Linked DNA regions of Mus musculus: region 1 is linked to region 2. The links are chromatin contacts, called in public HiChIP or PLAC-seq maps. All regions are on one chromosome and are shown on one strand. Each heading gives the region's core, a stretch centred on a gene start, on an enhancer-like site or on the middle of the called end of the contact. The rest is flanking DNA. Distances are from core to core; before and after follow the strand shown.

Evidence for each region. HiChIP or PLAC-seq counts read pairs in DNA pulled down with a chosen protein or histone mark.
Region 1: a contact with region 2 is called in a FOXA1 HiChIP or PLAC-seq map of pancreatic cancer cells. The contact joins the promoter of Clec2g here to the promoter of Tulp3 in region 2. A contact is called at or near these places in 2 of 115 datasets of contacts at active chromatin or transcription factors (bone marrow-derived macrophages and pancreatic cancer cells).

Annotation. Positions count from the first base shown.
Region 1 is chr6:128,932,405-128,936,731 of GRCm38.p6, reverse strand. It overlaps Clec2g (C-type lectin domain family 2, member g), which reads right to left and starts at 2,351. Exons shown (of 7, transcript NM_027562.4): 1 at 2,250-2,351. The coding sequence starts at 2,315.
Region 2 is chr6:128,354,362-128,358,456 of GRCm38.p6, reverse strand. It overlaps Tulp3 (tubby-like protein 3), which reads left to right and starts at 2,606. Exons shown (of 11, transcript NM_011657.2): 1 at 2,606-2,719. The coding sequence starts at 2,679. Rhno1 (RAD9-HUS1-RAD1 interacting nuclear orphan 1) reads left to right here. Exons shown (of 3, transcript NM_001326585.1): 3 at 264-1,457. The coding sequence ends at 806.

The DNA of each region.
Region 1 (4,327 bases), core at 1,102-3,601, 580 kb before region 2:
CCATAAAAAAAGTTAAGGAATCCCATGAAAGCAAGTTTTTTCTTTAGCCCTAGATTCCAGACAGAACTATTGAGCATAGATAATTTTTCCCCCCTCAGGCCAACTTTTTCTTTTTTTAAATTTTGTTAATAAAAGGGAGGAGATGTAGTCTCCCCTCCCCTAGCCTGAAACCTGCTTGCTCAGGGGTGGAGCTTCCTGCTCATTCGGTCTGCCACGCCCACTGCTGGAACCTGCGGAGCCACACACGTGCACCTTTCTACTGGACCAGAGATTATTCGGCGGGAATCGGGTCCCCTCCCCCTTCCTTCATAACTAGTGTCGCAACAATAAAATTTGAGCCTTGATCAGAGTAACTGTCTTGGCTACATTCTTTTCTCTCGCCACCTAGCCCCTCTTCTCTTCCAGGTTTCCAAAATGCCTTTCCAGGCTAGAACCCAGGTTGTGGTCTGCTGGCCGGACACAACACATTCTCAAACAAATAATTTAACAAACATAAGTTTTCTGACTCAGATATGACCAATCGATATAGCCTTCAATCTTCTCACAAGTCTGCTAATAATTAATACGTTTATGACAGACAGAATCTCCCAAAGCCTAACAGCATATCCCCAAGGACTCGGGAGATATAGACACAGCTGCAAGAGACTGCCTAGATTGTGGTATGACAACCACTGAGAAACACTGTGGACAAAACTGGATATTCTAAGAGTCAAGTGACTTATATTGCCTGAGTGAAGGTCAATAATTTCTCATTCCAGGCATTACCTGTTCCAAGGAGGGCAAGGCCTTCCTTCTTCTGGGCTTGAAAGCCCTAGTGACTCCACCCAAGTTGCCATGCAGATCATAGGGACCTGGGTACTGTTTGGACTATAGATGAACTGTCATTTTTTAATTAATATGTAACTCCAAGATTAAAATTTATTCTTCCCCAGGATTCTGACACCATTGGCTATTGTAGCTTGACAGCTAGAAAACAGACCTAGCTCCTTACCCTAAGATAATCCACCATGATACTTACACATTAATAAATTCGTTAACTAGCTAGGGCTGCCAGAATTTTTTTTTTTTTTTTTTTTTTTTTTGGTTTCTCAAGACAGTGTTTCTCTGTATAGTCCTGGCTGTCCTGAAACTCACTTTGTAGACCAGGCTGGCCTCGAACTGAAAAATCCGCCTGCCTCTGCCTCCCAAGTGCTAGGATTAAAGGCAAGCACCACCACCACCCTCATGACTGCCAGATTTCTTAATGACCTCACAAAAACAATATGCAAGTTCAAGCTTTCAAAGATTTAACCTGTTGCTTCTTTACCTAAACTCAGTTTCTATTGACTAAATGCTTCATATTTCCTCTTCTTGAGATGTCATTTTCCTAACATTATTGGAAATGCTGAAGAATCAATCAATCGTCATCATCATTATCAGTAATAATAATAATAGTTTCAGTCAGAATACTTGCTTTAAGTGATAAGCATTAACATTTGCTGTGAATTTTGTATATTGATAAATATCAATCTTGTTTTCTCAAAATCCAGTATTCTTCAATAAATGACAAAAAGAGACATAAAGGAACACAATATAATGAAGCATATACAGTTTGAAACACAAGAAACATAATTTTGCTTACTTTCTGAAGGCTGAAGTAGAAAACCCCATTATATTCTTTTTCTGTAACTTATCAAGAACTCAAAATGGGAAGGAATTGGTCCAGGGAAGTTTCAGCCCCCCCCCACCCCCACCCCCACCCCATGCCACCTCCTTACAATTCAATTTTAATTACAATGGATTTGCAAAACACACGCTCCAAGCTTCCCAGGCAACTTCTGTCACTATGCACATTGCAAAGCTGTTGTCTGAGTTTCCTTCACTCAGGGACATGTAAAGCAAACTTTTACTACAGCAATTTGGTGTAATCCACCAGACTGTAATTTACCAGATCTCTGAGAAGAGTGGACTAGCAAGATAAGTACAAAGAACGAAAGCTGTAGCTACAGCTCTGGCTCTTAGAAGGTGACTCACTGTTCATTTCTCTTGCCTGAGAACTATTCGAGTATTGTATACTCCAATAGAATAACTAATGTAACAACCTCATAGCTAATCCCGACTGCATTCTCCTGCTCTGCAGACCCGCAGTGACGGGCTCACAGACGCCCTTCTGTCCTTATTTTGTTCAAGGTTCAGCTCTTTTGCCTTCCTTCCCTGGTGAAGCTCCTCTCTGCTCTTATAGTTTGGTTCAAATAGTATTGAATACGTACCCACTTCTCCCTCCTGCAGCTGCAAGTGGTGTTGAGCATAGGTAGGGAAGCCCTTGTAATGTTCATCTCAGAGCTGAGAAGCTGAGTTACCACTATAGGATTGAAACTTGAAAGCTGACAGGCACAAATATATGGGATTTGATCAACTCAACCCAACCGGCCAATCTGGTAGCTCGAGCTCCTCCTTCCTGTGCAAATTTGTTTGACTCATTGTAAGAAAGGCATTTATTATTATAGGGTGGATCCCTGGATCCAAATCCATACCCCATAATCAGCATCCAAACGCTGACACCATTGCATACACTAGCAAGATTTTATCGAAAGGACCCAGATGTAGCTGTCTCTTGTGAGACTATGCCAGGGCCTAGCAAACACAGAAGTGGATGCTCACAGTCAGCTAATGGATGGATCACAGGGCTCCCAATGGAAGAGCTAGAGAAATTACCCAAGGAGCTAAAGGGATCTGCAACCCTATAGGTGGAACAACATTATGAACTAACCAGTACCCCGGAGCTCTTGACTCTAGCTGCATATGTATCAAAAGATGGCCTAGTCGGCCATCACTGGAAAGAGAGGCCCATTGGACACGCAAACTTTATATGCCCCAGTACAGGGGAACGCCAGGGCCAAAAAGGGGGAGTGGGTGGGTAGGGGAGTGGGGGTGGGTGGGTATGGGGGACTTTTGGTATAGCATCGGAAATGTAAATGAGCTAAATACCTAATAAAAAATGGAAAAAAAAAAAAGAAAGGCATTTCCTTAGACTGTAATGAAGTGAAACTAATGCTGTAGACAAAGAGATTTTAACAAAGCCAAAAGGGGCTGGATGATGAGACCAGTTTTACTGTCCAGCGGGAATCAATTTGGAAATAAAAGATGACAACAAAAAAACACACAAACACACACACACAAAACAACTACAAAAACAACAAAAAGAAAATATTACCAATTCTTTCCTGCCCTGAATACCACACATCAGACAGTGATCCTCAGGGTAGGTGAGCCCTATGGTGTTACAACTCTGAGTTTTGAGGGCATTATTTACAGGGACACCCAGAGCAAGGTCAGAGGAGTCTCTGTGTTAAAAAGCCCAGAGACAAAATCTCTAGGAGACAGAGTCAGAAAGGAGAGAGTTGGGGATCACAGTCAGAGCTAAACACACTTCTTGCCTCTCAGGGAATAAGAGATCCTTTGTTCGGGAGCCAGATCCTGCCTCAGGACTACAGACTCAGGCTGTCTAATATTACATGTTTACATATGGAAACATTTTGCTACTGGTGTGGAGACAGAATGATAATGCCCACTGCCACTTTTATCACCACAAGGAATGCCTCTAGACCAGTGTTTCTCAACCTTGCCCATGCTGTGACACTTTAATACAGTTCTGCACACTGTGATGATTCTCGACCATAAAATTACTTTGTTGTTACTTCATAACTGTAATTCTGGTACGATTATGAAGTATAATGTAAATATTTGATATGCAGGATGTCAAATATGAGACCCCTGTGAAAGGGTAATTTGACCCCTCTGCCCCAAAAAAGAGGGCTCAAAAGTTTAAGACCAGTCTGAGTACATAGAAAAGCTCTGGGTCAGAGAAGTAGAAAAAGGGAAAAAAGAATTTTATGGTCGCTTGCTGAATTGTATAGCCACGTTACATAGCACTGACTAACAGTGTTTACTTAATTTAGGTTCCACTTAGTTTAAAAAGAATTTGTATAGTTTTAATCATCATTCAACCTTTCCAGCCTTTCACCTTGCAAATGCAGCCTCTTAATTCATACGATTCTTTTTATGGATTTTTATAATGGAAAAATGGTGGGTTTCGTTCTTTGTTTTTTTTACACATAAAGATGTATTTTTATTTAAAAAGTAAAATAAAATAAAATAAAATAAACACAAACTACTACAGTCCATTTGTAGACAAACAGACCCAAGCACAAAACTTAATATCATAAAGTCATTTGAATTTTTAGAAAAATAAGGGAGAGTGTTTGTGAACTTGTCTTGGGCAAAAATCATCTTAGATTTAAGAGCAAAATCACTGTCTCCATAACAGGATGGTTATACATTGATGCGG
Region 2 (4,095 bases), core at 1,357-3,856:
GCAGTGTAGTGGTGATGAGAGAGGCCTTGTCTCCTCTCTTCCTCGGGCGCACCCTGAAGGGCAGAGCGATTGGATAGCTGGCCCAGGTCTCTTGCCTTCTTGTCATACCACATAGCTGGATGGGTGTCTGTCCTGTATTGTAGCGAGTCCTCACAATTCTGGACAAAAATAAAGGATCAGACACATTTACTCTAGCTGCTTTGCAGCTGGCTCGCCACCACCACCATCCTTTTTTTTTTTTTTTTTTTTTTTTTTATGCACAGGTGTCACCCCAGTTTGATAGAGCAGCGGAAAGCCGGTTTCTGATACACCGGAAGCCTCACCGAGACCAGGCAAGGCGCCCAACTCGGAGATCTACCTGCAAGTTTCCACGTCTAACCTTTGAGAGTCCACAGTCTTCCAGTTCAGAGACGTTGTTGCTATCCAACCGAGTGCAGCCCCAGAACTCAGAAAAGGACCCACCCAGAAGGCCTTTAGTGCCATTGTTCAGTCCCCAGAGCTGTGGAGAACTGTCAGTGCATGTACCTCACAGTTTACCTCATGTGTTCGCACCCCCTGACATCCAGACCCCAGACTCTTCTGTAAGAGACGATCCCATTTCCCCAGACCAGAAGGAAAACAGTTTTCCAAGCTGCATCCTTGGCCCTGGGACTCCCAGCAGCCCAGAGCCGGGGCCTGTTCTGGTCAAGGACACCCCTGAGGAGAAGTATGGGATTAAGGTCACGTGGAGACGCAGAAGGCACCTGTTTGCCTACCTTAAGGAGAAGGGGAAGCTGGATGGAAGCCAGTTCCTTGTGAAGATCTGACAGGACCGCAGAGCTTCAGTTCTTCCCGGAGCTGCTGTGGGGAGGTTTCGCAAGTCATCCTGGTTTGAAAGGATGAAAGGGGACGAACAGCAATAGGAAGACCACTTAGCCAGAGTCGGAGTTCGGTTTCTAGGGTTCCGCCTCGCACCAGGAACCGTTGAATTTAGTGTCATGAACTGTTGGTATTTTTCTCACATTAACTGTTTAGACCTCTGACGTTTCTTGTACTGTTCACAGCGTTTGTAAATAAATGGCTGCCGAGTTTTTAGAGAACCCAGCCGTTGTCAGTAATGCAGCCTCGTGCCCATCTATAAAAGGTCTATGCTTATTAGTCTTCTGCCTCGAACTAATTCATCTCACGCTGTTGGTACCGAGTGTGAGGCTCAGCGACTGGAGAAAATCAAGAGAGAGCTCTGGTTTTTAATGGTTGACAGCCTTGGCTCAAAGGGTCCCAAGCCAGGCCTGTGTTGGTGAATACGATGGGGTCAGAGAGCTAGGGGACGGATGAGTACTTTAGGTTTGTGTTTTGAGATGTGTTTACAGTGGAAGAAATATGACGCTATCACATGTGGTGGAGAAATGGATTCCTATCAGTAACTTATCCTATGTGTACATAAAGTGGAAGCTCACACTCTAGTGTGGGTAGTGTGGATGTGCCTGTCTCAGTGGTCCTCTTACTCATTCAAATAGCATCTCTTTCAACCCTACTCATTTAGCACTAGCCCTTTCTAGACCAAGCAGAGCTTATGAGTGAAGATTTGTAGCACACACACACACACACACACAAAGGAGCAATCCAGAGTCCCACAGGGAGAGGGGCTAAGTGAGTGCAATGCTTTCCTAGCCTATGTGTGCAGGTATCATATTCCCTAGTTTTCAAAAATTAATTTCTGGGACCTGGAGAGGTGGCTCAGCAGTTATGAGCCCTGGATGCCCGGAGGCGCGAGTTCTATTCCCAGCACCCACATGGTGACTCACAACCATCTGTAACTCCAGTTCCGGGGTATCTGACAGCCTTGGGCACCAGGGATGCATATGATATGCAGACATACACATAGGTGAAACATACACATAATAGCCTAGGGCACGATGGCACATGCCTTTAATTCTAGCACTAGGGTGACAGAGGCAGTAGGATCTCAGAGTTCCAGACCAACCGAGGATAGTATAGTGAAATCCTGTCTCAAAATAAATACATTATTTTTTAAGTGAATTTTTGGATTCAACATCAGTGTGACTTTGGCCTTACTAATTAAGTTTATATGCTATAGTTCTGGTCATAAAGTCCTATAGGGACCAAAGCCACAAAGGCATTGATGGCTGGAGGCATGATTTACTGCAGAGAGGACAGCTTAGCTGCTACCCTCACTAAATAAGGACATTTGCTGAAGGTCCCCAGGTAGGGATCCCTCAGTCGGGCTTTGGGCAAAGGCTGGTTTGGGAGGCTGAAGGCCTCGGCTATCCCAGAGTCGGTGGTCAGATGCTGAGGCTTCAGGTGATAAAGAGTAGAAAACCCAAGGCAGCAGCCTGGATGTTCTCGGTGCCACAGAGGGGTGCTGGGGATCGCTCTGTGGGGGCCAGTCCCGGAGCGGTGGAATGGAGCAGCAGACTCTTCCGACCCAACCCCGGGGGGCTGCTCCCGGATCTAGCGCACGCGCCTTCGCCTCCCGGTGCCTCCCGCCCCCTGGAAACCCTCCAGCATCATGGCTAACGCCATTTGCCAGTGAGAGGGGAGCGTAGGGCACTGGACCAATGGGCGTCGGCGACAGTGCGGGGTGTGGTTGTCAGGGGCGGGGCCCGATCTCCTCCATCCTCTCCAGCCGGGCGGCGGCGTCTCGGGGTCTGGACGCTGATGCCACCGGTCGGGCGGGTATGGAGGCGGCGCGCTGCGCACCCGGACCCCGCGGGGACAGGTCAGGCGGCGGTGGGGCGGGCTGGGGTCTCCAGGGTGGGCGGGCAAGAGCGGAGGCCAAGATCGGGTCCCCAGCTGAGCAGGCGCTTTGCACACCCCGCGTCGCCAGAGCGCTCTCGCGTCTCTTTCCTGGAATTTACCCCGAACCTGCTCACCCTACTCCCCAAGGGCCTCCGATTCCCTCATTTGCAATGCGCTGTGCATCCCGTGCCGCCAGCACTCTTGAGCCGCTCCCCTGGAGTTTACCCTGGACCAGCTCGCCCTGCTCCCCTGGGGTCTCGATTCCCTTACTTGCAATGCGTTCGCCCTCCCCCATGTCTTTCACGAGTAGGATCAGAACTGAGCTGGAAGGAGGGCACTCTTGGGAGTCGACGCGGAAGGTCGCGAGTGATGGTTAATTGGTTCCAAGGCCGTTGCATTTGGCAGTCATTGCGGAATTCTGGAACGAGTCCGAGAGCTGAAAATGCAAAACTGTTCTTTTCTTCTTTCTTCCTTCCCCTGAGTTCTAGCAGTTCTTTCAATCAGGACTTAGTTTAGACTGATCCGTACTCTTGCTCGTGCCCCTGGCTTTTCTACCAATACCCCTCTTTTTGCCTGGTTCACATGGTGAGCTTGGAAAGACAAACGGGCTGCAATCTCAGCCTGTTCATTTCTTGTCAGCTAGGCTAACGAAAAGTTAATGGGGGGCCGTGTGAAATCACTGGCTCAAAACTTTGGCATGGTGTGAGGATTAAAATCAAACACGCCAACTACATTCTTCCTTTACCATTCCATTACCACAGCGATAAAGGCTTGGCGTGTTAGGATTTGGTCTGACGTTTAAACTGGTTTTTAACTGATCCGAAACCATATTTTACAAAGTTATAAAGACGGAATAGCGACCCCCCCACCCCCCGTGGGTCCCATCCAGACTAGGCTTCCCTGAAACTTAATAATAAGTTAATAAGGAGGACTTTGAACATTTGCCCCCTACCTCTGCCTCCCAAGGCGTCACCTGTTTTAATCTTTCATCAACTAAATTCTATAAACATGATAGCTGCTCTCTGAAATTTGTTTACAACTTCTCCATTTTGGGAACCGAAGATCCATTTACAAGGGTAAGGTCGGGGTAGGAAAGTTAGAATTCAGCGTGTATCCGGTTGAAATCAAATGATATCGCGTTCAGTTGAGGGATTTAGTTGTTAACGAAATGATTTTTAGAGAAGTAAATTTCTTAGGGATGTGATTTTATTTTTATTTTATTTTTTGAGATAGGTCTTATGAAGCAAGACTGAAACTCGATATTCAAACCAGGTTAGCCTCAAACTCATACAGACCCATCTGACTCTGCCTTCCATGACTCATGATTTTAGGGAACAAGGACTTGACTTTGAAACT